Linked DNA regions of Mus musculus: all the other regions are linked to region 3. The links are chromatin contacts, called in public HiChIP or PLAC-seq, Micro-C and promoter capture Hi-C maps. All regions are on one chromosome and are shown on one strand. Each heading gives the region's core, a stretch centred on a gene start, on an enhancer-like site or on the middle of the called end of the contact. The rest is flanking DNA. Distances are from core to core; before and after follow the strand shown. Region 1 holds the start of Mtmr11 (myotubularin related protein 11). Region 2 overlaps Otud7b (OTU domain containing 7B). Region 3 holds the start of Anp32e (acidic (leucine-rich) nuclear phosphoprotein 32 family, member E). Region 4 overlaps Adamtsl4 (ADAMTS-like 4). Region 5 has its middle 17 kb from the start of Gm30044. Region 6 holds the start of Ecm1 (extracellular matrix protein 1). Region 7 has its middle 6.0 kb from the start of Adamtsl4.

Region 1 (2,700 bases), core at 72-2,571, 230 kb before region 3:
GGTCTTCCATCTCAACGCCCCACCCCCCAACTGCTGGGACACCGCACCAAGCTTTTCTATTACACTAATCACCTCACCTGCTTTCGCTGCCATCCACAAGGCTGGAAGGTTACCCTAAAGTTAGTGCAGATCAGAGTTCCAGGCAGGTCTAGTCCTGGCCCTTTCCTTCGTCCTGGTGCCCATGCTAGGATATGCTCCCCTAAAAGGGAGAAAGAGAAGCAAAGGTCTAACTATCCCCAATGCTGCCCCACACTTCTATGTGGCTACTCGTCTATCCTTAGATGTAAAATTGAAGGAAAAGAATAGACTTTTTTTTTTAACTTCTAAAACCCTGCATAGAACGTGGCACATATACACTCACTGGTCTTTGGATAGTTAATAAGAAAAGTGGTAGCCGGGGTGAGAAAGCAGAATGAACAATGTCCAGGCCTTCCACAAGCTCTGAGGAAGGAGGCAGGAGAATGAGTCTCAGAAACACTTCGAGGAAAGGAATAGGGAGTATCTTTGGTGAAAACAAAAAAGGATGGGGTAGGAAGACTTTTAAAGGAATCTAGAGAGGTCATTTTATTACCTGGGAGACAACCAGAGGCCAGGCAGCTGCCAAGCTGATGACTGCTGGGCTCCGGCATCCTGTTCCCTGGGTTAGACTTCGGTCCAGAGAGCTGAGCAGGGGAGAGAGTTAATCTGGGACCCCCTAAACTCAGAATCTGGGATTTCTCCAGTAGCTGCCTTTGGAGACCCGCATTGAGTTCATTTGTTCGGGTTCTTCCCCCCCCCCCCCCCCCCCTTCTCTGCTCTGCTCTCCTCTCCTCTCAGGGAAATTGAGATCACTGACTGCGGCTGGCAGACAAGACAAGGAGGGGCTGGTTAATGGATAATGAGACAACTCGAGACTGAAAAAGGCAGACGAGCTCCATAACAGTTGATAAAACAGATACACCCTCCTCCTCTGAATCCTTTCCTTCCCCTTTAATTTCCACAGCATCCCATTCACACTCTCTTGTTAGCTACCCTCCCATTCCTTTTCCTTACCCCCATCTCTGGCTCCTCCTTCTGGGGGGCAATGTTGAAACTCTGGCCCCGGCCCCCCCACCACATTTCCCTGGCTCCATCCGGGAGTAGAGCAGCTAAGGGTGGGAGTCCTCAAAGATGCTGGCTCTTTTTGGGGAGAGGCTAAATCCTAGAGGTGGGGAGAAAGAGGCTGGGGAGGACGCAGCGGTAGCGGCATTTCGGATACCAGGAGCACAGTTCCAGGGGTCTTATTTGAAAGGTGTGTCCTGCCCAGACAGGGGAGGCTCTTTGGAAACTTCGGTGACTCTAAGAGAACAGGCAAGATGCCCAGCCCCTTAAAGGAGAATACGCAATTTTTTTTTTCAAAGTAGAAAGGAAATGGAGGAGCTTAAGAAAGATGGGAGGAATGGGGGAACTGGGGATACCCAGATTCCCTTAACCCACATCCACATTTTAGTCTCTTTCTGTTCGTGAATATTAGTGGGTGTGACGAGGGGAGCAGTAGTTAAATGAAAACATTTTGGGCTAGCTCTCTATACTTTTTCAATGAGAGATGAAACACTAGGAAACTCAGTTATTTTGGTTTCGTTTATTCATGGGTTTTGTGATTTTGTTCATTTTCAGCCTCCTCTGACAACCTAACGGGTTGAGAAGGGGACATAAAGGGAACTGAACCTTGTGTCCTTTTCTGGAGAGCGTGACAGGCCCAGGGGCAGAATGGAGTGGACGGAAATTGGTGTGTCTGGGATGCAGACACAGCACAGGTATTTTGGTGTGCAAATCTCGGCAGTGGGGCGGGAGCTAGAAAACCCAGAAAAAGATCGTGGTATATCTAAACCAGCCTTTGCGCCCGGCGAGCGCACCTCCCCACTCCCGCAGCCACCTATTCCTATGGAAAGCCCAGCCCCAGGTACATGACTCCGCCCCTCCAACCCAGTCACCAGATCTCCTAATGAATGATTCATGTTCTGGACTTTGAAAGCTAAGGACTGGAAAACTCTTTTCAGCTCCAGGATCACATTTCCCCCTCCTTCCCTGCTGAATTTAAAAAGCAAAGATGGGGCTGTAGGGCACTGAACAGAGATGCTAAGGAGGGCAGCTTGAGGGCAGCATGTTTCAACACGGAGAAGACAGGAAATGAAATACAAAATAGGTGTTAATGAGCTGCTGTTTTATTGTTTTTGAGTCTGTACAGAGGCAGCAATCCTTAGGTGGGGGCCGTGACATTCAACACTCCCTTCCCCACAGCACACATCCTTCCAGCCTCAGCTTCCAAAGTTCTCTTTGTTGGCTGCAACTGTGGAAATAGTGAACTAGCATGAGCAGAGACTGGAACAAACAGGTATGTACTTGCTAGCAAGCTGGTCTAGACGCCTGATTGTAGAAGTCCTAAAGACTGCTGGTCACCACCACCCCACCACACACCTCAATGCTTCTGGAATAAAGTATGTAGTAAGGAACAGCTTAGGAACAGGTGTGCCAAAATCCCATGACCTACTTTTCTTCTCCCCACCACTTTCCTCCGAAAGCCTCATTCTGTTCTTTAATATCTTGAGGTATGGGAACAGCAGAATATAGAGGGAATGGTCAGGACGGAGAGAAGTGATGTGATCATCGCCTAACCAGAAGCACAAAGGGGCTGCAGTTGAGGATTAGGTTAACAGGAAGACTCTCACCACCTGCAGCACA
Region 2 (2,700 bases), core at 124-2,623, 210 kb before region 3:
AGCCAGCCCTGGCTCTGCACCTGTGGAACGAACAAAATCCGACAGGACAGCATCCATGTCCAGGGTCATGGGATCATCAGGTACTCTCAGGCAGCAGGATGTGAGCAGAACATAGATCCAAATCCAGGCTCTGACCTGAAAAGGAGATGCATGCACAAGGCTCACCTAACCAGAACAGCATCATCACAGCCCGATTTCAACAGTCTCTTAACACATGCTAACTGTTCTGGTTCCTTCATTCCAACTGAATTTTCAAACAAAAAATAAATTTTTTCATGAAGAATCACATTTCATTTCCTTGTTAACAATATTTTAATACCTACAGTAACTACAAACTACTCAACAAAGCTTTGCTTCTGCTTTTTTCATTGTTTTGGTTTGATTTTTAAGGAGAAAGGCACTGAGGATGTAGCCCAGGGATTGCATATACTAGGAAGTGCTCTATACCCACCCTAGTGCCATGTCTGCCCCTCCAGTCTAAAGGGAGAAGGCAGCAATCTGCTGCCCTAGAAAGCTCTCTGACCTACAATATTTCCTAAATGGCGCCATGCTCATGTCCCTCCTGAAACATATTGATTATTAAGGGTTTTTGGTTTTGTAGACAATGCTTCGTATGTAGCTCAGGCTAACCTCAAACCTGTAGCAATCATCCTGTCTCAGCCTTGTGAATGCTGATATTACAGGTATGTGCCACCATGCTCTGGCTTTCTTCTGAACGTACTTTAATCACTCTTTGCCTAGCCTTTGATTTTCTTTTTCTTTTTTTTTTTTTTTTAAAGATTTATTTATTTATTATATGTAAGTACACTGTAGCTGTCTTCAGACACACCAGAAGAGGGAGTCAGATCTCGTTACGGATGGTTGTGAGCCACCATGTGGTTGCTGGGATTTGAACTCTGGACCTTCGGAAGAGCAGTCAGGTGCTCTTACCCACTGAGCCATCTCACCAGCCCTAGCCTTTGATTTTCATGTCAAATTTTTGGAAATAGGAAGTTGCATGTCTTCTTTACTGATCTATCCTCAGGATGAACTACTTGACACAGTACAAGGCACACTGGCCCTTAGTAGATACTTATTAAACAAAATAACACTATACAGCAGATGACTTCAAGGCTGACTAATATTCTCATGCTAGTTGAGAAAACAGGAAGAGTAAACTGAATGCTGAAACTTCTCAAAATAACAAACTATTCCACACTCTGAGTGGAGATCCCAGAGGCTCATCCCAACAGTCACTAACTGCAGAACTCAGGAAACACAATCAGAAAGAGTTGTCTCCCAGGACAAACGAGTGCCAGTTTACCTGAGAAAAGATCCCTCTTTCAGACTTGACTTTAGCAGAAACTATGTCCCTGACCTGACAGCCTGGCACCATGTCAACATTCCTCTGAGGTTAATAGTCCCAGCTGAGAAAGCAAAAATAGGGTGGAGATCCACCTCTGACCACACTCATTAGTCTTACGGTGCTCTGTAGAAGGGGCTCGTTCATAAAGTGCCCAGGTATCCAACTGTCTCATTGCACCCACTAATCATCTTTTTGGAAAAGACAAAACCAGAATTGTTGAAAACAACAGATGACTCAGACAATACATTCCTCCGAAAACCTAAAGCCTAAGCATGACCTCCAAGGATTTTTTTCTTCACTCCTCTTCTATCCCTTAATACAACTTTTTTGTAGTATGATCTGATTCCATTTTTCTACATTTTTAGAACTAGTAAGGCAAATAGCAAATTTTTGTGGGTTGTAAAAATTATAAGTCTCTAACCTGATAACTGAATTGTTTTGTTGGTGGTAGTTCTTTGGATTTTTTTTTTTAAAAGAGAAATCACTATTTCTTATAGTGCTCTAATAATACAAGAAACCAATGGGTACAGAGCATGATTTATTCATATCCCTAGTCCAACACTGAGCAAGGTATCTACAATATAATAGGCAGTTATAAATACCTAGTGACTAAATTCATTATAAACAAATGTCTAATTTGCATCTGTTTCACTATCCTAAGCACCAAGCCAGCAATCCAGCCTAAGGTAAACAGCCCCTGCTGTTAATCTCACACTAATCCAGAACTACATGAAGAGCTTCTGGCCAAGCTTTCTATGAAGTGACCCAGCCCCCTTGCAACTTGTGCCTAAGAATTGAGTTTCAAGCTCTTAGTGACAGGGAGATCTCTAAGGTCTGCCCTGGGCAGGACAGCAGACAACATGGACTTCTACAACTTTCCCCCAAGCCTCTGAATAAAGTGTTTCAACAACAACAACAATAAAAAGTATTGAATTTCAAGGCAGGCAAGTATTACACATTTCTAACATCAGCACTCAAGAGGCAGAGGCGAGAGGATTGAGAATTCAAAGCTACAAAGAAAGACCCTGTCCAAAAAAAAAAAAAATTAAATGCTTTCAGAATTCACAGGTGAATGAAAGGCTTTTCATCTAATGCAAATGAGAATTCTCTCCAAAGCCCACTGTATTCACCACTTTGTCACAGGACATGGGCACTATCCAAGTAACAAACATAAATAGTCCAAAATTAAGAGACTAACTCCAAAATGAACTTAAATCTTTACTCTTAAAAAATAAAATAAGGTAAACTTGTGTGGTGGCTCAGGTCTTTAATACTAGAATTCTGAAAGCAGAGGCAGGCAGGTAATTCCCTGTGAGTTCGAGGCCAGCTTGGTCTATGTAATGAGTTCGAGGGCA
Region 3 (2,872 bases), core at 363-2,862:
GGAAAGAGACTGCAAAAAGGCATGTCAAGCAATCCTCCAAATTGAAGGTGAAAGGATGGGGCGGAGGGGACGACCCATTTTTGCTCCACAAGACTTCTGAGAAACTGCTTGTTTTGATTTGCTTTGCCTTGTTTGACAGAGTCCCACTTGCAACCAGCGTCCTACCTCGGCCTCCCTCCCAAGGGCTGGGAATTTCTTGATATGAGAAGTACAGATTTACAGATATACAGAATTACAGATATCACTCACCACGTCCTGCTGACAGCTTTCAACTTTTGAGTTTTTCTAGAATCTTCTAAGAAGCTCTAGAAAACTTCCATTGCTCCCAGAGATAACCCTCACAGCAACAATGTTTCCACCACCTCTCTCTCGCCTCCAGTCACCAAAACCCGCAAAGGAACCACGAAAATCAGCAGGGCTCAGGGACCGTTGGCTCTGCATGATAACTGTGGAGGCCCGGCAGATGCCCGCCTTTGAGCGGGCGTCAAGGGACCACGGCGGCGCGGACCCCTTGTCCCTCGATTTCACGCCGCGGCCGCGAATCAGCGAGCCTGGTCCCCGCCCGCCGCGGCCAATCTCCAGACCCGCGGACCTGGCGTAAACCGCTAGGGAATCCGACGGCGGGGAGTCGGGGCGACGCCTCCCGGGCCCCCTTCAAGACTCGGGACTCTTCCCTACGACCGCACTGAGCGCAGCGAGGCTCGCACAAGCCTCCAGCTTGCGTAAAAGTCCGCGCGCCACGCGGATCGCGGCCCGCGCCGTCGGGTCCCGGGATTCCGCTGCGGCCCCGGCCGCGGCGCGTGCTGCCCGCGAGCGGGCACGGTCGGAGGGAGCGTGGGGCACAGATCGGCGCGAGTCCCACACCCGGGGCCGCGGCCGGCCGAGTGGCGGCGCCGCGGGAAAGTTACACCAACTTCGCAGGTGGCGAGGACCCGGGGGTCGCGCCCACGCCGCCCGCGCCCGCGATGCCGGGCCACCAGTCTGCGAGGACGCCATGGGGCTGAGCCCCCGCGCGCTCACGAAAATGCCCCTAGAAACTTAAGCCCTTCGCCATTTTAAGCACAAGAGCCTGGTGATTTAAAACTTAAAATAAACACCCCGCCTCCACCCCAAGTGGGGGCGCGCTTCCCAGCCCGCCCTGCGCACCCACCCGGACCCCCGAAGCCCACCCCTCACGATCCAGGGCGGGAGGGGACTATGGGGGCTGAGTCATCTCACCTCCTCCGGGGCTCTGTTCTTCAACTCCATGTTAATCTTCTTCTTCATCTCCATGTCCTCCTCCTTTCCCCTCGCCTGCCCTCCCCACTATCCCCAACCCTAAAAAAACCTCTAAAGGTCTGGAGATGAATGAAAAGAGACGCAAAGACGAACGCCCACTACCACACGGGTGTGGGAGAGAAAGAAAAGAATAGCAAATGGAGTCCGACGACTTGGGACTAACTCGGCTGCCCCCACCTCCGAGTCCACACACCCGCGCGCGCACACTCGGGCACGCACACACTTTCACACAGAGAGAGTGAGGGAGAGAGACACGCGCGCGCCCGCAGTTCCTTCCCCTTCAATGGCTGCTGCGAGACTGAGCCTCCATGACACGGCACCGCCAACCCCCCCTAGCCTACACTCCACCCACCTCCCAACGGGATTGGTCGAGTCCTTAGCGTCACACGACTCCATTGGGCTAGAGGGTTGTCCATTTGTCTTTAGGGGGGACCTGGACCAGAAACTCAGTGTCTATTGGCTCTGACTAGGCGCGCAGTTAATTCCGATAGGTTCGGGAGGATGTACGTCCCGGAGAAATGATTTTGAATCCCAGTCGCCCCCCTCCTTTTCTTTGTGTGATTGGCGCGCTTTCCCCTTGGTAGTAGGACGGTTTGGGTGTCTGTTGGGTTTGTTTTTGTTTGTTTGGGGTTTTTCTGGCTTCAGGGTTAAAAGGAAGGGAAAAGGCGTCGTTGGCATCCCCAAGTTGTAAGTGGGTCATGCAACACACTGCACCCAGAGCTTTCGGTGGTCTTAAAGCACAAGCCTTCTGCTCTGCGGCTAAAGTGTAAGCAGGGGCGCGAGCGCGAACAGCGTGTTGGTGACACCTCCCCGTCCCGAACTGCTTGTAGAACCAGAGCGTGATAAAGAAGGTATTTTAACTTCCAACATAAAGGGGGGAACGGCTCTGAAAGCAGAGTTGAGTTTAGCACGTTGAGTCAGAAGCCTTTAAATAAAACTGTCCAGGAGGAGTTGATACTGAGGTCATTTGTCACTGCTAAAAAGTTGGAATATTAGAGCCAGCCGCGGTGGCACACGCCTTTAATCCCAGCACTGGAAGGCAGAGTCAGGCAGATCTCTGAATTCGAGGCCAACCTGGTCTACAGAGCGAGTTCCAGGATTACACAGAAAGGGGGGTGGGGTGGGGAGAGACTGTTTCCAAAAGACAGAAAAACAAACAAACAAAATTGACACCTTAGAGGAAAAATAACACAGGCCTAAAGAAACACAATTATCAGAAACTGTCCAGCAAGGCCTCTCCTTTCCTACAGGAATCTACTTAAAATGTTCTTTTAAGTGTGAGGGGATGGAGAGGCAATGACCTCTAGCAGAGGTTCCACCCTGGTTCGATTTCTAGCACCCATATAGTGGCTCATAATCACCCATAACTACAATGCCAGGAAATTCAGAGGCATCCTCCGGACTCCACAGGCCACAGGCACAGATGCATTGTGTGTGCGTACGTGCAGGCAAAACACACGGATATGCAAAAACAAAATAAGTAAATTAAAAACAAAACCAAAACTTTTTTTTTCTGTTTAATGTTCCTGAAAGATCCAACATTCCTTTAATCATAGCCCTCAGAAGGGAGAGAGGGGCAGATCCACAGTCATCT
Region 4 (2,732 bases), core at 151-2,650, 250 kb after region 3:
CGCTCCCAGAGGGGATGATGTCAGTCCAGTCTTGTGCCATTGACCTCTGTCCTCAGATGACCAATGCAAGGACAGCTCTCCACACTGCCCCCTGGTGGTACAGGCCCGGCTCTGCGTCTACCCCTACTACACAACTACCTGCTGCCGCTCTTGTGCCCATGTCCTGGAGCAGTCCCAGCTGGAACCGGCTTGAAACGGGTCCCAGAGACCCTGCCTTCGTGGTTTTCTTGTGCCACCCACTGACTAGCCCGCTCTGTACCCTCTGGCTTTTCACCTGGTCTCAGCCTTGCCAGAGGGATCCTCCAGGGTGAGAGACCTACAGTGTGATAGCTCAAGAAGTGTACCTGACCTGCCTGGGGGTCTGTCCTGTGTATGTTTATCACTTCCACAAAAGCAGCTTGAGAAAGAATAGGAAGTGGGCGGTGCCTGTATCCCTCATGCTTTTCTGGGCTGGGGAGAAAGGGGGAGAGAGCAAGGTTATATTTCCACACTAATCTGAGCTACATAGTGTGTGTCCCCCAGAAGTTCCAGGTCTGTGCCCCAATCCTCGTCTCCACATCTTCTAAATTACCCTGTTGTTCCCATCCCTGCCTTATCTAGTCTCTGTATTCCTACCTCCCTCATTAGCAGGGGCAGGGATCAGCCACTGCTACCCTACCTTACTGGGGAAGGACCACACCTCTCCAGGGCAGGGACCACTTGTGTCGAGGGTGAAAAAGAGAAACGTCAGCATAAGACATCCTAGCCCCAGTCGCCACTTCACACTGAAAATGATGCCCACCCCAGAAGTAATTTATTTTTTATTAAAGTTGGTTTTGACATAAACATGCTCTTCGTTATGTTCATGGGGACCCCACCATCCGAGCAATGTGAGGCCAGATGTGGTGTGGGAAGAGGAGCGGCATTTAGGGATGGGAGGAAGATGTGGTCCTCATGGGCTGTGGAGTGAGCTTCAAACCTGGGGCAGTCTGGATCAAGGGCCTAAGATTCTGTCCCACTACAGATCTGCAGATGGCTTACTGGCCACTAGAGGCCGCTACTTTTCCCAGTTTAGGAGCAGTAATGGGTGCTTGGATCCCAGCAGAGAGCCTGTGGTGGGCTTTTGGGTAGGCTCTTCCTGTTGTCTCTAGGAATCCAGCAGAACTTTTCAATGCAGGGCTAAGCTGGCTTGTGTGCGCACGAGCGTGGGGCATGCATGTTGCTTTTCAGGTTCTCTCGCTCTGGCCCTGTCTCCTCCTCTTTTACCCACTTCCCTGCTAGATGCCTGCTTACTGCTTTCCATGGGTGCATGGGGTGGTAACTTTGCCCCCTCTCTTTGCTCAGCAAAATCATAGGAGCTTGGCCCGCATGACTCTGTGACTGCAGGAGGAGGGAGGAGGGGCCAAGGCAGGACCAGATGTCCTGCCAGAGACACATTCCACAGAGATGTCTCACCAGGCCTCCTCCCTCCCCCACCACTTCCCTCTCCCTGTGTGTTTCTTTCAAAGTAAATAACTTGTTAAAGGTGGAGTGGACAGCCTTCTCCAGGGTCCTCTTCCCTGGCCCCTACAGTTGGTTCTGAGGCCTGACTTTCTTGCTGCCGATGCCCCGCTGGAGGCAGCCTTGTTCTGTCTGTGCCTCTTCAGACAGGCTGAGTATGGCCATTAGTAAAAGCCTGCAGACAGTTTTACTACTATTTTCTGAACACAGCTACACTCCTTGGATACCAAGTTCCCCTAAGAATAAAGTTGTTCCACTGTAGCAAACCCTTTGCTACATTAGAAGGGTACAAAGCTCCCTGCCTTGGGACTTAGGCTGTCCTCCCGCTGGATGTGGCTGAGCAGGAAGATGACAGCAAGCACAGTGTAAGGGGACTGAGTGGGTGACAAAGGAGGGGAAGGAAAATTAACCCCGGACAAACGGCTGAGGCGCCTGCTTAATATATCAAAGTGGACCTGACAGTCAACAGGTTCTCCCAGCATCCCTCAGTCGCTGTTACAAGGGTATGACTGGCACACCCTGTCTCCCAGCCCACGGGACTGGACTGCCCCTCCCTTTATAAGCAACCGTCCTGGCTACCTGCCCCTTTTGTACCTTTGGCCTACTGGTAGCTGGACCTGGTTTCTGCTCCCTTCCCCTCCCCCCTCTCCTCACAAGGTCAGGATCACTCTGAACTCTCCCAGATGTGGCTGCCTCTGGCTTTGTTCTTCTGATCTACTGTAAACTTTCTCCTTCGTCATACCTAGGAGCAGTCATATCTGTTCCTTTTTATTTCTTTTTTTTTTTTTTAATTAAAAAATAAAGCCATGGGTGATCCCAGCACGTGGGAGGCTGAGGCAGGAAGATCACAAGGCTAGCCTGGGCTATACTTGTGAGACCCTTTCCCCAAATACACCATGAAAAAAACCTGACTTTGGCCCAGGACAGGGGTTCCACAAGGAGGCTACAAGAATGCCCTGCCTCTGAAGAGGGTCAGGTGTGCTTCCTTCTTAGGTGACCCTGGAAGGACAGGCAAAGATGTAGGGACCAGAGAAATGGGGCCCAGGAGTCAGCTTCCAGATGCAGGCAGTGAACACAGAGTCCCCGAGCAAGGGAGGGGTGGCTGCCCTCCCAGCCCGCCCATCAGTTCCTGGAAACAGGGCTGGGGTGGAGGCCACAGCTCAGCTGACTTCCCCTCCCTTTTGAGGCCTCTTAGGGTTGTTGCTGGGCAGGTTTAGATTTTGGTCTGGGCTTGAGAGCCAATCACAGGTGGA
Region 5 (2,944 bases), core at 74-2,573, 160 kb before region 3:
CAATAACCTGAGTTCAATCTTCAGGACCTATATGATAGGAAAGGAGGACTGACTGACTGACTCCTAAAAGCGGCCTTTTGAATACCCGAAAGCACACACACACACACACACACACACGCACGCACGCACAATCAATATATCAATGCAATGTAATAATAAAAATGTTGGTCCCAAATTCATGCACATTCAGGCACACTAAATATACTTAGTGAGAGAGAGGGAGAGAAAGAGGGAAACAGAGAGAGAGAGAGAGAACATGAAGGTGGAAGGGAAAAGTGGTAGCAGATAGGAGAGGAACTGAACAGGCAGGAAAAGGGAATAGATTTGATCCAAACATTATGGATGCATACATACATACATACATACATACATATAAATATTTAAAATGTTACAAATATTTTTATCTCCTTGGTATGTCAGTCTTCTCTGATGGGCTTTGATTCCTTGCTCATCTGTGTTCCTTTTCATGTAGTGCATTATGTCATTTTCAAATAGACATGTTTGTTTCTCATGTGTACACTTCTTACACTGTCACATTGCCTCCTGAGCGTGGGGATCAAGGCATGTGCCACCGTGCCTGTGGATTGTGGATTTTTTTGGAGACAGGTTCTTAGGTTGCCTGGCCTTCAACTTGCCACTAAATGGATATTATTAGTAGTAGTAGTCATAATTATTATCCTGAATGCCTGATCTAGAGTTTCCTGCTCTCACCTGTAAAAGGCACAGGCGCTCACAGATACGCATTGGAAAAACCAAGAACTTCACTCACACAGGGTTGTCTCCTCAATGGAGGAGATATGTACCTGGTTTCCACTCGGAAGGCTGAGAGTGGATGTTGTTAATGACCTGGTGACCTTTGTGTAGGGCCAGGCCCCACCCCAATCTCCCAGAATGTTTATCCCAGACTCTTCCTCCCTAGACATTTATCTTTAGTTTTGCTTCTTGGCCAATAGGACCCATCCTTGGGGGAGATGTCACATGTACTTTATAGCCTGGAGACTTCTACACTATCTTGGTTAGAGACCACACTAAATCCTAGGCCCTTAAACTGTAGAACCCATCTGCATGGTTAGAGGCCACATGTACTTTGCAAAAGAGTTTCAAGATATTCACCCTTTAAGCTTTAGTATGCACATGGGAAGGAATAATTATTACCAGAAAACTGTTTTCCAAAATTGTACTGTACTTAAAGATGTCTAAAAAAAACCGCCCAGTGTCAGACTCCAGAAGTTTGAGCCAACACCAGATGACTAAGTCATACTGAGCGGACTTTCCTTCTTGCTCATGCCTCATGCAGTCAGTGTCCCTGCTGGCCATGTCCCTGCTGGCCATGATGCTTGCAGGGACGATCGCCCTCCTCCACCCACATTACCTCCTCAGTTCTGGGATTACAGTCATGGTCCATCACAGCCAGATTCAAATCTTTTCTAATTTTTCTTTTGAGATAGCATGTATCTTAACTCCTCTACTATCTAAAGGGTATAGTGAATTTTACTTAGAGACTTTCTAAGATTGATAGTAAACCATTTCTACAATCTGGTCACAATAAGTCACTCACTGAATTCCTGATATTTAAGACTTTGTGCTTTCATTCATAAGAAAGGATGGCCTGTAATAATCTTTTTGGGTGCTATTTTGTGCAGTTTGAGAATTCTGTTTTCATCAGGTTGTAAACTGACCCTGAGAGTTCTTTTTCTTTTCTGGGCTAAGTCATACTTATTTCTCTGTCTCAATTTTAGAGTATAAACTGTATGAAGGTAGGAACTGTCTCATTAATTGATCTCTGAGCTGTAAGACTTGACAGGAAGTAAAGAATATAGGATCATCTGGGCGTGGCCAGGCCTGGGATCCCAGAAGTCAGAGTCATCATGAGTCATGTTGGTATACACTGAAGACTTCAGGGCAGTCAGGGCTGATGAGACTCTACCTCCCCACCCACCCCTCCACTTTCGAATATTAGATAAACAGCTCTCCCTCTCTACTTCAACTTTTCTTTCTTTTTTTTTTTTTTTTTTTTCTTTCTTTTTTTTTTTTTTAGAAATCAAATTGTTTTATTTTCTCTAAATCCCTCCAAGCCCAGGAAAAAGGAGTCAGCCGTGGGGATCACTTCACTAAGCAGTTCAAGTATGAGCAACCTCCAAACTTGTCACCATCATAGCTTAGTGATGCCCCCGGAGGGGCAGCAGCTGAGGAGTGAGAGAAAGGGAGGGTGGAGGCTGCCTGGGGTGGGGGCCTCCTCACTGTCTTCATCTTCACACCAGCTACACTGCATCTCATACTCCTGCTGTAGGGTCATCTGCTCTGAGGCTGTCAGATGCTGCAATTCTTCTGACTTCATCCGCTCGTGGTACCTGGGCACGTGCTCGGAGGTGTAGGGTACCAGGACCACCTTCTTGCCCACTAGCATGGTGTTCTGATTCAGCTTCATTGTAGCTGCCTGTTTCCAACCCTAGCCTCCAGCGTCCAGAGTCCACGTCACTCGGCTCTGGCCCTTCCGTTTTCCTGTCTCCAAGCCCCACTCAAAGTTCTCAGGCCTCAGCCCTTTGCGTGGTTCCTCGGCCGTCTAAGCGCCGTAGTTTGCAAAGTGCAAAGCTCACAACCACCCCCTGCCCTACTTCAACTTTTCAAAGCCTTGTATTGGTAATTATTGTATTTCTTTCTTGTCTCCCTTACTAAATTATTGTATTTTTCACTTGGGCTTAACAGGAAGAATCTAAAGGATAGTTGTTGAATAAATTAAAGAACATGTCAAGTGACTTGATAGAGGAATGTGCCACCATATTTTAGGTGACCAGGGCCAGGCCTACAGCAGACTTTTCTCAGTGACAGGCCCTGCCCTGTGCTCACTGATTTATGCTTGCTGATTCCAGCTTAAGTGAATTCTGGGAGCCTGCAGGCCTGGTTCCTCCTGTTGACCTCCCTCCACCTCTGTAAAACTCACCTT
Region 6 (2,700 bases), core at 137-2,636, 190 kb after region 3:
TATGTAGCAAGATTATCAGTGAACCAGAAGCTGTAGTGCTCTGTGGTGGAGCACTGGCCTCCAATGAGTTAGGTCCCAGCACCAAAACCAATAAAGGCATTAATTAATTGCCTTGTTTATTGTTGTGTGGGTGGAGGCAGCTCTAGGGGACAAGAAAGGTCTTAGGGAAGGAAGTTGCTCCTGACTCTTGGGCCTCTGGAAGCAAGAAGCAGAAACTCCTAGCCAGACCGCCTGACTGGGGCATCACGCATGCCCGTTGCCTTGGCAGCACTGAGAGCAAGCCCCGCCCTGCTGTTTCCCCTTCCTGTACCGTACCCCTCCCCCCAGGTCACACACATACAGTTTTTCTTTTTGTGTAGCTCTCCATGTTTGTCTCTGTCTAACTGACTCTGTATCTCCCAGCCCTGGGCTCCTGACCTGCAGGGAGAGGGGAGTAAAGCCCGGCCCACTTCCTTATCTCATCAGAGTGGACAGTCAGCAGCAGGGCAGGCGAGCTAAGCATGGGCTTCAGCCACGGCTAGGCTCTGCTCCTACCTTTCCTAAAGATTCAGGAGTTTGAAGTTTCTGCAAAGCAAAAGGAAACAACCCATAGGGTGACTTTTGCTTGGGTTTGCAAATCTTTCCTCTTCCTGCAGTGGTTGGCCAGAGAGAGCAGAGTCAAAGGACAGTGAACGTACGCACGCGAGATAACCGGCAGCTCGGGGAGCGAGACCTGGCCGAGTCCGTGCAGAGACTGCTGGAGTTACAGAACGCCAGGGTCCCCAATGCAGAAGAAGTGTTCTGAGTCATGTCCATTGGTGATGTACAGACTCATGAGAGCCGTCCGTCCCTTTCCACGGGACAGTAACCCAGCTGGCAGCCCCGCATGTCCCCGAGGCCTCAGAACTGCTCTCTGAAAATAGACATGGTGTGGGGGCTCCCCACAGAAAGGAATGCTGTACTGACTGGATAGAAGGAGAATAAAAATATACTTGAAGCCAAGGCTGTGCCTTCATCTGAGTCCGAATGCTTTACTCCCTCTTTCCCAGACCTGAGGCAAAGGGATACTGAGGCCTCTGACCAGCAAGGGCACTGCCTCAGGCAGCCATTCTCCTCCCACTCCCACTCAGGAGAGTGTCAGATCCATTCTTTATAAAGGACAGTATGCAGATGGGAAACTGAGGCACAAATTAAGGGTCCAGATGACAACTTGCTCCATGATCCTCTGCATCAGTTTGGAGGGGATCCAGGAGTGCTCCCTTCCATCACCTCCATTCTTCCCAGGCTAAGGAGGCTCCAGGAGTCTGGGAGGAGTGGCTGTAAGAGGAGGAGCAGCAGGGACTGAGTCATGGCAGGAAACAGGGGGGCGGGAGATAGCATATAAAGAGAGACAGACAGCAGGCCTTGAAGTTCACAACGGCAGTAGCAACAGCCAGGGGAGCAGGCTTGCAGCAAGTGGCCCAACCCCTTCAAGTCTAGATCTGCCTGTGACAACCAGCTTCTGGGTGACCAGTGACCAGTTCTTGCCCCAGGATGGGGACCGTATCCAGAGCAGCCTTGATCTTGGCCTGCTTGGCTCTTGCTTCTGCTGCCTCTGAGGGAGGTGAGTCGGGGTGGGGTCAGCAGTTGCTTAAGAGTCTGGCTCCAAAGAGCTCAGCAGTTGGGTGATTGGCTTCCTTTATATGAACATGTCACTGTGAAGTGGGGCTGAACCTTTAACCATGGAGGCTGGAACAGGAGCAGAATAGCTAGAGGTAGTTGCTAAGAAACACAAAAATTAGAGTCAAATAGACACAAGACAGGTGAGTTTACAGGGTGAGGATCCTCCTGTCAGAACACGTGAGGAGGGACGAGGAGGCAGGTGAGGAGGAAAAGAAGCCCTCGGGCTGCTAAAACTCAGCCTACCGAGCCAGGGAGCCTAGACTGGCTCACTCTGGTCAGAGGACGAGTTAGAGTTCACCCACATTCACCCCCTATTACACACACGCACTGCTTTGAAGTCTGAACAAAAGGAAATACCAACTCTGGACAGGACAGAGACTTAGATCCTTCTATAGATAGCCGTGTCTGAGACAGCTCCACCTCGCTGCTGTCCTGGTTCCTAGGTTTGTGCCTTCGGTTCAGCTCCAGATGTGAAGGTGCTTTGCCAGCCTGGTGACCTGTATTCCGTCCCAGTAACCCACATGGAAGGGGAGAAATGACTCCCACAAGTTGTCCTCTGACCTATACACATCACCACGGTGACACACTGGCCCCCTCCACACATACACAAATAATATTTTTCTTGTTTAAGAAACCTAAAATAAGCTGAGATTGAAGGGGAAGGCACTTAAACATTTGGCTAACCGTCCCACCCAAAGGCCAAAAGTATTTTTAAAGGCCTATAGGAAGAAGTTTGAAGAGAGGTGGATCCTGGAACATCAGCGCATTGGAGGGGACGGCAGCCACAAGCCCCATCCAAGGGAGATACTGACAGGAAATCAGACCTCCATTCCCAGCCACATTCTTTTAGACCCCAACTCAGAACCCAGCCACTCAGAGGGGAGGTGTGTGACAGGTGGCTCCCCCACAGCGGGCTTTCCACAGTCTCGGCCTCCACAGCCTCCCCATCCTCTGTCCAGGACCAGGAAAGGACGCCTCAAAACTGCCTGACTTTTGTCTTTCCTTCCTCTAGCCTTCAAGGCTTCAGACCAGCGAGAGATGACGCCAGAGCGCCTCTTC
Region 7 (2,912 bases), core at 39-2,538, 240 kb after region 3:
CCTATGAATAGATACACTGGATTCTGTTAATAGTCCAGACTTCATAGAGGAGAAAGCCGAAGTGTAAAGTGCTGAAGAGCACAGCCCTCACAGAAGGCAAAGCTCCCTCTCGTGCACTGTCTCCAGGCCCACTGACCACTCAGCAACAGCAACAGTCGTGAGTACTACAGTGGGCTTTGCAGCCACACAACCCTAATGTGTGTGGGCTACTTTGTTCATTAAGACCCTTAGGGACAGGGCTCCATGGTGGCTTGTGTCAGGAGGAGGAGTCCTAGCTACTTAGTCCCTACTTCATCATAGCGATACCATTTGATCAAATGTGTAAAATGGGCGCAGGAGAGATGGTCCAGAAGTTGAAAACACTTGCTCCTCTTGCAGAGGACCTGGGCCTGTTCCCAACACTGACATGTGGTGGCCAACTCCACTGCCAAGGGATTCCTATTCTGAACTCCATGGGTACCAGGTACATCCCCATGCAGACAAAACACTCATACACACAATACATTTTCAAAATTCTGTAAAATGGTTATGTCACGACAACACCAAAGACATCTGGGAAACCTTCCCAATCAGCTGAGAACATTCTAGAAGCCTGATCTAGAAGCTCTAGTTAGTGACCTTGTTTCCCAAGCCAAAAAAAAAAAAAAATGTAGGGAGATTTATAAGCATACAAACACACTTAACATAATTGCCATAGTAGTGAGGATTATGTAACCCTAATTCGGGTCAAGGTCATGTGTGGTCAGTCTATCCAATACCCTAAGTATGTACTTCCTGTTCCGAGAACCCAGTCAGCAAGCAAATATACTCAGCATGAGGACGTCGGGGCCTGGCTGGAAGACACTAGTAGATGAAAATATAGATAAAATCAGGAAGGACTCTGTCTTTGAAGCTTTTGACTAAGTTTGGACTTCACAAAGCAGCTGGGAGTCCAGGTTACCCATCCACACTTCAGTCTTCATCTTACCCAATACATCATGTCCTGTCCCTTCATTGTCTCAATGCCCAAGAACCAGCTCACCCACGATGGCATGAGACAGCAGCCAGAAAGTGCTGGAATGTGGCCAGAGTTGTTTAGGAAATACTTATCACTTCTTGCTTATGGGCTCACCCCACACCCTTACAATAAATACCTACTGTGTGCCAGGTAAGACGGATAGACTCAGAGTACACACAGTAGAGGGTCTCCCATCCAGGAACCTGGGAAGAGAACAACGGGAGGTGGTGGTTCCCTTGGGAACAGTGAGGAAGTGAGCTGAGTCAAACCAAAGCTTACAGGTCAAAAGGGCATCATTGATGAGTGTGACAATGTGACAGGACCAGGAAACCAGGGCTAGCGACCAGCCAGGCGTGTCACAGTTGTGAATGGAACATTGCCTGTGGAAGAACAGAGATGAACAAACCATGACTCTGAGAGGGGAAAAGACAAAGGACAGAGTTTCAGGAAATGGTTGCCATGTCCACACACCGGAGGCAGACAGTTTCAAATTCCTTCCGGGGTTCTAACTGTATATACTGGTATTGGCACCAGCACTTCCTTCCTTGAGAAAGGATAACATAAGATAGTTCACTTTGATATGATGACTAATGCAACACCCAAACAGACTTAAACCCACTGCGTCACTAGGGCAGGTTTGGACCCTCAATCCTCTTGCCTCTGTCAGTGCTAGGATTACAGATACTCTGTGCAGGAAAGAAGTGACTGAGTAAAGTTATCGGAACTTCTCAAAAGGTTTGCTTGGACACAAGATATATCGTTAACAATGCTGACAGGAGCCCCACACCTGTCACTGAGGAGGTAGAGGCAAGGACATTTGGGGTTTAGGGTCATTCTTGTCTCCATAGCAAATTTGAGGCCTAGGACAAACATAGACAGAGATAACAGGGCCTGCCTAGAAAACTGAGGAGCAGGACTGAGGAGATGGCCCATCAGTTAGGGGCACTGACTGCTCAGGCAGAGAACCCTAGTTTGGTTCCCGGCAGCCTCATGGCAGGAGCTCATTCTCAAGGGATCTGTCACCATCCTCTGGTGCCACAGATGCCAGGGATGCACATCGAGCCTAGACAGACATGCAGACAAAACACCCACACGCATAAAGTGAAAACAAGTAAATCTTTTTTTTTTCTTTTTTTGGTTCTTCCAGGCAGGGTTTCTCTGTATAGCCCTGGCTGTCCTGGAACTCACTCTGTAGACCAGGCTGGCCTCAAACTCAGAAATCCACCTGCCTCTGCCTCCCAAGTGCTGGGATTAAAGGTGTGAGCCCACCACTGCCCAGCGAAAACATGTAAATCTTGAATAAGAGGAAGAAAAGGCTGGGGATGGGTGGCAAACTGGTCCCTACTCAAGTGCTTCAGGGAGTTCCCAAACCCGAGCTCCAGGGATGCAGTTCATCAGAGTTACAGGCATGGGCAGGCCATCACACTCCACGTTAGGACTGTTTCTGTTTGCATACCTATAAATAGAGTAACTGTCATCACTGCACAGAGCCACAAGACAGAGTGACATGTGTACAAACCCTCACTACGGTCTCAGGCAGAGTAAATACATGCCTGTTGCTAAATTATTATTAATCTGGTGCCAGAGGTCAAACCCGGCGCTTTGATGGGTATGTGCTAAGCCCTATCACTCAGCTTGGCCACTGAGTTAAATCCAGAGGGCATGGCGTTGTTATCATTAAGATATTTTTAGGGAAGATGGCTCAGCAGTTAAGAGCACTGACTGCTCGTCTGAAAGGTCTTGAGTTCAATTCCCAGCAACTACATGGTGGCTTACATCCATCTGTAATGGGATCCGATGCCTTCTTCTGGTGTGTCTGAAGACAGCTACAATGTACACACATACATAAAATAAATAAATATTTAAAAAATGAGTGTTTGCCTGTATATATGTAAGTTCACCATGTATGCCCGGT

The links. Promoter capture Hi-C pulls out the DNA fragments that hold promoters and counts their contacts. A called contact is a pair of places that touch in the nucleus more often than the background predicts. HiChIP or PLAC-seq counts read pairs in DNA pulled down with a chosen protein or histone mark.
Region 1: a promoter capture Hi-C map of liver shows a contact between it and region 3, with 6 times the contacts expected there. The contact joins the promoter of Mtmr11 here to the promoter of Anp32e in region 3. A contact is called at or near these places in 6 of 39 promoter capture datasets (cranial neural crest, frontonasal cranial neural crest, liver and 3 more), 1 of 15 datasets of contacts at CTCF or cohesin (large pre-B cells), 3 of 484 Hi-C or Micro-C datasets (liver, nephron progenitors and uterus), 12 of 115 datasets of contacts at active chromatin or transcription factors (the SCID.adh cell line, astrocytes, craniofacial prominence and 9 more) and 5 of 9 other capture datasets (adipose tissue, embryonic stem cells, liver and 2 more).
Region 2: an H3K4me3 HiChIP or PLAC-seq map of bone marrow-derived macrophages shows a contact between it and region 3, with 2.8 times the contacts expected there. The contact joins the enhancer-like site here to the promoter of Anp32e in region 3. A contact is called at or near these places in 2 of 15 datasets of contacts at CTCF or cohesin (the NIH/3T3 cell line and large pre-B cells), 3 of 484 Hi-C or Micro-C datasets (bone marrow-derived macrophages, liver and nephron progenitors), 5 of 115 datasets of contacts at active chromatin or transcription factors (bone marrow-derived macrophages, embryonic forebrain, embryonic stem cells and 1 more) and 3 of 9 other capture datasets (adipose tissue, embryonic stem cells and liver).
Region 4: a Micro-C map of embryonic stem cells shows a contact between it and region 3, with 2.5 times the contacts expected there. The contact joins the enhancer-like site here to the promoter of Anp32e in region 3. A contact is called at or near these places in 2 of 39 promoter capture datasets (the HPC-7 cell line and liver), 2 of 484 Hi-C or Micro-C datasets (B cells and embryonic stem cells), 2 of 115 datasets of contacts at active chromatin or transcription factors (effector CD8 T cells and extraembryonic endoderm stem cells) and 1 of 9 other capture datasets (liver).
Region 5: an HNF4G HiChIP or PLAC-seq map of pancreatic cancer cells shows a contact between it and region 3. The contact joins the enhancer-like site here to the promoter of Anp32e in region 3. A contact is called at or near these places in 1 of 484 Hi-C or Micro-C datasets (rod photoreceptor), 7 of 115 datasets of contacts at active chromatin or transcription factors (bone marrow-derived macrophages, embryonic forebrain, embryonic stem cells and 4 more) and 1 of 9 other capture datasets (pancreatic islet).
Region 6: a contact with region 3 is called in a promoter capture Hi-C map of liver, with 2.8 times the contacts expected there. The contact joins the promoter of Ecm1 here to the promoter of Anp32e in region 3. A contact is called at or near these places in 1 of 39 promoter capture datasets (liver), 1 of 115 datasets of contacts at active chromatin or transcription factors (pancreatic cancer cells) and 2 of 9 other capture datasets (adipose tissue and liver).
Region 7: a FOXA1 HiChIP or PLAC-seq map of pancreatic cancer cells shows a contact between it and region 3. The contact joins the enhancer-like site here to the promoter of Anp32e in region 3. A contact is called at or near these places in 2 of 39 promoter capture datasets (the HPC-7 cell line and liver), 2 of 115 datasets of contacts at active chromatin or transcription factors (extraembryonic endoderm stem cells and pancreatic cancer cells) and 1 of 9 other capture datasets (liver).

Annotation. Positions count from the first base shown.
Region 1 is chr3:96,160,591-96,163,290 of GRCm38.p6, reverse strand. Mtmr11 (myotubularin related protein 11) reads right to left here and starts at 1,321. Exons shown (of 17, transcript NM_181409.3): 1 at 1,033-1,321; 2 at 572-662; 3 at 78-199. The coding sequence starts at 1,098. It overlaps Otud7b (OTU domain containing 7B), which reads right to left. Exons shown (of 12, transcript NM_001025614.1): 12 at 2,162-2,700.
Region 2 is chr3:96,133,909-96,136,608 of GRCm38.p6, reverse strand. Otud7b (OTU domain containing 7B) reads right to left here. Exons shown (of 12, transcript NM_001025614.1): 2 at 1-135. The coding sequence starts at 69. Among named protein-coding and RNA genes, the nearest start is that of Mtmr11, 27 kb to the left of the region's middle. Within about 2 kb of position 1,373, at least 25 of the 459 cell types and tissues checked have an H3K27ac peak or open chromatin away from gene starts, as enhancers often do. A contact at or near this core is called in the NIH/3T3 cell line and bone marrow-derived macrophages, where this site is marked.
Region 3 is chr3:95,927,997-95,930,868 of GRCm38.p6, reverse strand. Anp32e (acidic (leucine-rich) nuclear phosphoprotein 32 family, member E) reads right to left here and starts at 1,612. Exons shown (of 7, transcript NM_023210.4): 1 at 1,219-1,612. The coding sequence starts at 1,272. It overlaps Gm46815 (a long non-coding RNA gene), which reads left to right and starts at 1,844. Exons shown (of 3, transcript XR_001783926.1): 1 at 1,844-2,129.
Region 4 is chr3:95,674,294-95,677,025 of GRCm38.p6, reverse strand. Adamtsl4 (ADAMTS-like 4) reads left to right here. Exons shown (of 18, transcript NM_144899.3): 18 at 57-825. The coding sequence ends at 193. Gm52627 (a long non-coding RNA gene) reads right to left here. Exons shown (of 2, transcript XR_003954671.1): 2 at 784-2,732. Among named protein-coding and RNA genes, the nearest start is that of Gm52627, 3.5 kb to the right of the region's middle. Within about 2 kb of position 1,400, at least 274 of the 459 cell types and tissues checked have an H3K27ac peak or open chromatin away from gene starts, as enhancers often do. A contact at or near this core is called in B cells, the HPC-7 cell line, embryonic stem cells and 2 more, where this site is marked.
Region 5 is chr3:96,086,355-96,089,298 of GRCm38.p6, reverse strand. No RefSeq gene overlaps it. Among named protein-coding and RNA genes, the nearest start is that of Gm30044, 17 kb to the left of the region's middle. Within about 2 kb of position 1,323, at least 55 of the 459 cell types and tissues checked have an H3K27ac peak or open chromatin away from gene starts, as enhancers often do. A contact at or near this core is called in pancreatic cancer cells, where this site is marked.
Region 6 is chr3:95,738,255-95,740,954 of GRCm38.p6, reverse strand. Ecm1 (extracellular matrix protein 1) reads left to right here and starts at 1,386. Exons shown (of 11, transcript NM_007899.3): 1 at 1,386-1,582; 2 at 2,654-2,700. The coding sequence starts at 1,513. It overlaps Tars2 (threonyl-tRNA synthetase 2, mitochondrial (putative)), which reads left to right. Exons shown (of 18, transcript NM_027931.3): 18 at 636-981. The coding sequence ends at 784.
Region 7 is chr3:95,692,482-95,695,393 of GRCm38.p6, reverse strand. No RefSeq gene overlaps it. Among named protein-coding and RNA genes, the nearest start is that of Adamtsl4, 6.0 kb to the right of the region's middle. Within about 2 kb of position 1,288, at least 89 of the 459 cell types and tissues checked have an H3K27ac peak or open chromatin away from gene starts, as enhancers often do. A contact at or near this core is called in the HPC-7 cell line, extraembryonic endoderm stem cells, liver and 1 more, where this site is marked.